Regions from separate parts of the Oryctolagus cuniculus genome. Here region 2 is linked to region 1. A link is a contact called in public Hi-C data. All regions are on one chromosome and are shown on one strand. The core of a region is the stretch at or near the end of the contact, and the rest is flanking DNA. Distances in the headings are between cores, read along the strand shown. Region 1 overlaps CTIF (cap binding complex dependent translation initiation factor). Region 2 overlaps CTIF (cap binding complex dependent translation initiation factor).

Region 1 (3,216 bases), core at 240-2,739:
AACGCATGCTTGCGCAGGAAAGAAGGGTCTACGAGGAACGCTCTCCCTTCCCACTGCTGCCCCTGCTGCTTCTGGGGACCTGGAGCTGGTGGAGTGTGGGGTGGCAGCTGCCCAGGCAGCAGGCGCTGGGCATTCCTGTTCCGAGCTCCACTCGTGTACTCAGCCCCATCTGGAGGGTGCAGGAGGCCCTGGCGTCTGTGTGGCTCAGCTGAGAGGAGGGAGCCATCCTCCCATCCAGTCCCAAGGGCCTGTCAGTCTGCAGCTTCCCAGAGCCCCGGGTGCCTAACCTGTGGGCCTCTGGGTGCCCTGAGCCCCGGGAGCAGGGCCAAGGGAGGGGAAGTTGAATGCCGGGGTGGCCTTGGGGGTGGGTGGTGCCCAGCATCTCTCAGCCTCACAGCCCTGTCGCCCTGCCTCTTCCTTCCTGAGTTCGCACATCAGAGAAGGTGGATCGATGGTGGGGAGAGGGCTGGGACCTGCATGGCCAGGTGCTAATCCCAACCCTCTGCGATCAGCTGGACTCTGGCTTCCAGGCTGGGCAAAGGCCCTGGGGCCCAGAGGGGCGAGGGGCTTCAGACAGCTGCCCTTGTCTCCTGGAGAAGTTCATTCCCAACCAGGCCAGCCAAGCAGTGACCAAACACCCCTGCCGCCCCCCCCCCACCTTCCTGCCCAGAGCTCACCTGGCTGGGCCTGGGACCCAGCACTGCCTGGGAGCCTTCCTGTTGCCCTCTCTGTCTGCCTCTTCCCCAACTGGGCACCTCCTTCCTCCGCCCCGGGCGTCTCACCCTTCACCACCCTTCATCCACCCAGCACCCAACACTGCGCAGCCTCGTCCCACGTCCCTATTTCATAAGATCTCTGCAAGCACCCCGCGCGCCATGCAGGGCAGATAAAAATAATCCCCATTCCACAGCCAACGAGAACGAGACGGCCAGAAAAATTAGGGGGAGTCTCCAAATTCCTATGGCAAATAAGTGGTTCTGTCGAGCGCACCCCCTGCACCCCCAACCATTTCCCCCACACCAGGAACGCCCTCCCCCTCTTCTGCCCTTTGACAAAGTGGGGAGGAGGGCGAGTGACACGAGACGAAGGGGAGGAGAGGGCAGGGCCACGTGTCTTCTCTCCCAGGCCCTGAACCCTGCTGCTGGCTCCACAGGTCACTTTCATAACCCAGAACAAAAATCTCACCAGATACGGCCTCAGACCGCCCGGCTCCAGCCGCCCTCGCGGCCGCGAACAGACGCACAGAGAACGCGCTGTTATCTCTGCCCTCCAGCCCGCTTCCTCCACTTCTCAAACAGCAGATTTCTTCCAGCCAGCCTGCCTCCCCTGGCCACCACCCACAGTCACCGGCCCCTGGGGCCCAGCCAAGGCCCCCGCGCCCTCTCTGGCCCAGACTGTGACGCCGAGTCCCTGCTAATCAGACGGTCGCCTCTGCCCTCCCAGCCACCGCCCCCAGAGTTCCCTGGAAATGTCCCTTGGGCAGGCCGGCCCCCGCTGCGGCGTGCGGCTTTGTCTGCACACACAGCTGACTTGTGTCTGCGGGGACAGGGGCTGGCGCTGGGAGGGGGGAACAGATGGGGAAAACACAAAGTCCAGAGAACAAACTTTTGCAAGCGAGCCCTTCGGGGTCATCTGTGAGTCTGACGACCCGAGGGGCCAAGCCAGCGGCTCTGCGGAGGCGGTGGGGGGTGGGGCGGCGGGGGCGTCACCCTCTGTGACTCCACAGCCAGCATCTATTATGGGCCGGCTGGCTTTTTGTGATCTCAGAAGAAGAAAAGCTGTGCCAGCGGGTCAGGGAGGGGGTGCCCCGAGCTGGGGACAGGGGGAAGGGACAGACGGGGCTTTGGTGCCTCTGTGTGCTACCCCTCCTCAGCCCTGCCCCCGCACTCTGCCTTCTGCGTATACAGACAGTGCTCAATAGGTGCTTGTTAGGCTGAACTAGCTTCTGGCCATCTTGCCCCCATGGGCTCTCATTGCAATCACCTCCCAACTGCCCCCTCTGTTCAGGCTGGCGGCAGAGGACACCTGGGTGGGGGCGGGGCTGCAGGTGCCTGCCACGCAGCCGCGTATTTCTAAGCGCCCCCCAAGCAAAGCCTCCCCTTAATAACATGGCAGAGGAGCCCCGGTGTCCACGGCTCCTGCCACGTTCACAGGGCGATGATGTGCACAACCCAGAGTGGCAGGGCCCCCCTCTCGGCCTTGCCAGGTTTGAGTTCTGGGCTACCTAACCCAACCTGGGCTACCTAAGAACGACAGCTGTGTTGTACAGGGGTGGGGGAGGCAAAAAAATAAAAGGCATTAGCGAAGGCAGAAAAGAAAGCTTTCTTCAAGGTGGCTCTCCCCCCAGGTGACACTCTGGGCTGGGTGCCGGGAAAACTTAGACGGGTTCCTTTGGGACTGAGCAACCCTGGCAGCCTCAGCCCGCACCCCAGGTCCTCACTTCTGAATAATTTAGAGCATTAGGTACGAGACAGCACATGGCTCTCTCTCTCTCTCTGCAGACTTGATGGGCAGTGAGGAAGGGACCACTGGCTCCCTGTGGCTTAGCCAGCCAAAGGCAGGTGCGGTCTCACCTGTTGCCTGAGGACTTCTGTGCTGGGAGACTCCACCTGCCCTCGGAGTGCCCACAGAGGGGCACCCATGGACCCACCGCACCCCGAGCTGTATCCTCTAGCCCTGGGGTGGTTACATGGGAGCTAACCAGGCCCATCTGAGTTTCCTTCCCTTTGCATTCCCAATCACAGGGGGAGGGGTTGGAAAGCTGGCATGTGGGAGGGAAGGAAGGACATGGAGGAGGAGGTGGGGCAGCCGGGGGATGAGGAGCCATCCTGCTGCTGTCTGTGGCTCTGGGAAGAGGTCCCCGCCTCCTGGCCAGACAGCAGACCCGAGGCCCCACTGCGTGCCGGTCTGGAAGCTGTCTCTGCAGTCTCTGGGTTGCAGGATGGCGGCGGGGCGGGGGTGTGCACGCAAGCACTGTTTAGTCTGTGGGCTGAGCCTGTGCAGCAGCCTCGGAGCCAGCTTCTTATCTCCTCCCTGCCACCTGTCGTCTGCATGGACCTGGCCCTGCCTGCCCCTCCCACCCCAGATGCACCGCTGACCACAATGGCGCACGAGTGGCTGCATTCTAAGGAGGCAGGGCATGGGGCACTCCTTCCGCTTCTGTCCCCGAGCCGCTGGGTGACGTCATGTGCATTTCTGAAAATCTCTGGGACAGCC
Region 2 (3,216 bases), core at 204-2,703, 90 kb after region 1:
CCTGCCATCGGATCAGCGCGGTGCGCCGGCCACAGCGCGCCGGCTGCGGCGGCCATTGGAGGATGAACCAACGGCAAAAGGAAGACCTTTCTCTCTGTCTCTCTCTCTCACTGTCCACTCTGCCTGTAAAAAAAAAAAAAAAAAAAAAAAAAGAATAACCTGGGGTTTCCCACAGGCCCCAAGACTCAGTGCAGAATTTTTCACGAGGGCAATAAGAAGTTTGGTATATTCTGTTATCTTTCTGGGTCTCAGTTTCTTTGTCCGCATAATGGGGCAGCAGGCAGAAGTTCTAGGTCTTTTGCATGCTCTGAGTCAATGCGGGCAGAGGAAGAGTGGTTCCATCCAGTCAGGGGCCTTACGCCAGTAGCAGCCCCTTGCAAAGACAGGGACTGCTCGGTCTGTCTGGCCACCTGCTACCTCCAGAACCCAGGCACAGCCTGGGACGTGAAGGCAGGCGACTGGAGGTGTTGCACACATTGCTCACCTCTCCTGGCCCCATCCCCACCCCCACCGGCTGTGCACGGCCCAGAGGCCTGGGATTGTGCAGCAGCTCACAATGGAAGGAAGAGGGTGTAGGAGGGAGGTCCCTACAATGACCCTGGTATTGTTCTTGGGCCAGAAGAAAGCTTCCTCCGGCCTGGCCGCTGCGATGCTAGAAAACCGGCGTGGAGCCAGCGAGAGTCGGCGCAGCCTGGGGGGGCTGCCCGCGGAGGGGCGGCCTGGGAGCCAGGGTCCATTCACAAAGGCCTGCGGGAGCGCACGTAGCCCCGTCCGCCCCCACCCCCTCCCCAGCCGCGGCTCCCAGTGACAGAAGCTGGGGCAAATGAAAATAACCGGTTTCTCCGCCCCCGGCCCCGCGGCTGCCAGGAAGGTGAAGGCGACGAGACCGGCACACAGGCTGACAAAGGCTCCCCAAGGCTTCACACCTCGGCAACACCGCCCCCCCCCGCCGCCCCCGTGCTCCCCCATGCTCTCGGCCCCTGGCAGGGGACAAGCAAGGGGAGGTCCTGCAGCAGGGTGCACCTTGTTTACCTGGGGCAGGCCCAAGTCAGCACGGAGTCACCAGGCCCAAAGCTGTAGGCCAGGTGACCCCACTCTCCCTGAGTGGTTGGGGTGGGGGGGTCTCTCCCAGGCAGGAACTGCTGTGGTGCTGGGGTTGGGGGTGTGCGGGAGGGTGGGCCTGCCTCTGAGGGTCTGCAGACAGGGCCTGCTCGCAGCACGGTGGGCCACAACCAAGCTCTTCATCCCTGTGGATGTCGTGGCCCAGCCTTTGCCTGGAAGGTGGCAGTCTTCAGTCTGGCCTCCCAGGGGCCAGATGTGCCCCAGGGCTCCCTGTCCCATGCTGGCCTCCAGGCCACCTCCGGCTGGTGCCAGCCCCTGTTTCTCCTGAGCCACGGCTCACTCAGCTCCCCAGCCCTTCACGCTAGACTGCTCTTCCCCCTCCACGGCTCCGCCTCCTTGGCCATCCCCCAAGGCCCAGCTCAAGGTCGGCCTCCTCCAGGAAGCACGAACCCAAGGGGAAGCAGGAAATGCTGAGAACCTCAAAACTGGCCTCCAGTCGCGTCTCTCAGAGATCCAAGAGGCCTCTGGGGGCTGACGAGGCTTGATGGCTCCAGACGGCTTCGAGGAGGAGGTGCCACGTGAACAGGGCCACAGCAGAGGGGGACGGTTCAGGCGCCGGGCTGGGGAGAAGGGCGAGTGGGAAGGGCTCCCAGACGGGCTTCTCTTGGCCGAAGGTCAGCGGCAGGCCGGCCAATGTCACTCTTGTGGCTCTGCCTCAGCCAGGGCTGGAGAAACTCTACAGAATCTGACCCCAAAGCCCACGAGGAGGGCCTGCCTGGCAAGCTCACTGTTCTGTGGTTTCCAGCGACACCTGTGCCTCATCCGGAGGCCACATGTCCTCTGTGAGGTCTCTGTCCTCCTCCGGCCTGGCTTAGCCTCTGAGCCGCACCCAGCACACCTTTGCCATGGAATGCGAGCGGGTGAACGAGCCCACCTTGACGGCCGGGGACATGGAAGCCCCAGAGCACGCTTGTGGATGAGCTCTATGTTCTCTTATGGCTCCAGTGCGCGACCTCCAGGGTTGCTGCCACCTGTCTTAACTTTCAGACTTCTCTTTATAAGCTGGATATAAAACGAAAGCTCGGCAAAACTTGCTCTTAAAGGGCCAGACCATAAATATTCCAAGCTTTGCAGGTGAAAAGGTCCACGCTGCATCCACTCCACTCTGCTGCTGTGGCACAAATGCAGCCCTAGATGGTGAACAAAGCGACGGGTGTGGCTATGTGCCAATAAAACCTCGTGTAAGAACAGGCCGAGGGGCGGCTTACACTCTACACTGTAGTTCGCCGGTGCCTAAGGCCGCAGCCGTGTCCTGGGTCTGTGAGGCTGTCACACGGTATCCTGGACATGGTGGAGCCAGCCCCATGCCTGCTCCCACTAGTCCTGGCTTCCTGCTCCTGCCCTCCCCCCCGCCCCCTGCCATGGAAGTGGCAGGAGAAAGAGACCGGTGGGGGATCCCATCCAGACTGGGCCGGGTGCCTCTTCCCAAGGAACCTCCCCGGTGGTCACCAACTAACGTCTTCACCCCAGAATAACCGTCGCTATACAAAGGACTCACAGGCGGCAGGAATAAAAATAGGCTCGTCTCCAGGAGCACGTCGCCTGCTCCCAGTGGGCCCTGCTACCTGGAGGCTTCAGACAGGAAGCTAGGGACTGCCGAGCTCCTGGGGGGGGGGGGGCACCTATTTTTGTCCTGAGGGAGGAAGTTCTCGGTGGGGGAGGTGGCTACACAGGGGTCCTCCCAGGTGGGGTCCTGGGTCAGGGAGTGCCACTTGAGACCTGTCTCACCAGAATAAAGACCCTCCTTCCAAGGGCTCTCTCTCTGCCCCTGGCCTGTTTATGGCCTTTAGCAGCAGAGTGAAAACATGCTCCCTATTTTCCTGCTCTCATTACGGAAACGGCATTCACCCCAAACTTGCTCTCCGTCTCTGCCCTCCGCGCAGACTGCCCCGCTCTTATCCCCACTCTCCGTTTAGAAGCTGTGTGTGGCCGGCGCCACGGCTCAATAGGCTAATCCTCTGCCTGCGGCGCCAGCACACCGGGTTCTAGTCCTGGTCGGGGTGCCGGATTCTGTCCCAGTTGCCCCTCTTCCAGGCCAGCTCTCTGCTGTGGCCCGGGAGTGCAGTGGAGGATGGCCCAAGTGCTTGGGCCCTG

Evidence for each region. A called contact is a pair of places that touch in the nucleus more often than the background predicts.
Region 2: a contact with region 1 is called in a Hi-C map of liver, with 11 times the contacts expected there. The contact joins two enhancer-like sites. A contact is called at or near these places in 3 of 6 Hi-C or Micro-C datasets (liver, psoas muscle and an unstated tissue).

What each region holds. Positions count from the first base shown.
Region 1 is chr10:29,066,217-29,069,432 of mOryCun1.1, forward strand. The region is part of intron 9 of CTIF (cap binding complex dependent translation initiation factor); the gene reads right to left. Among named protein-coding and RNA genes, the nearest start is that of SMAD7, 150 kb to the left of the region's middle. Within about 2 kb of position 1,490, at least 5 of the 8 cell types and tissues checked have an H3K27ac peak or open chromatin away from gene starts, as enhancers often do.
Region 2 is chr10:29,156,683-29,159,898 of mOryCun1.1, forward strand. The region is part of intron 6 of CTIF (cap binding complex dependent translation initiation factor); the gene reads right to left. Among named protein-coding and RNA genes, the nearest start is that of CTIF, 140 kb to the right of the region's middle. Within about 2 kb of position 1,454, at least 3 of the 8 cell types and tissues checked have an H3K27ac peak or open chromatin away from gene starts, as enhancers often do.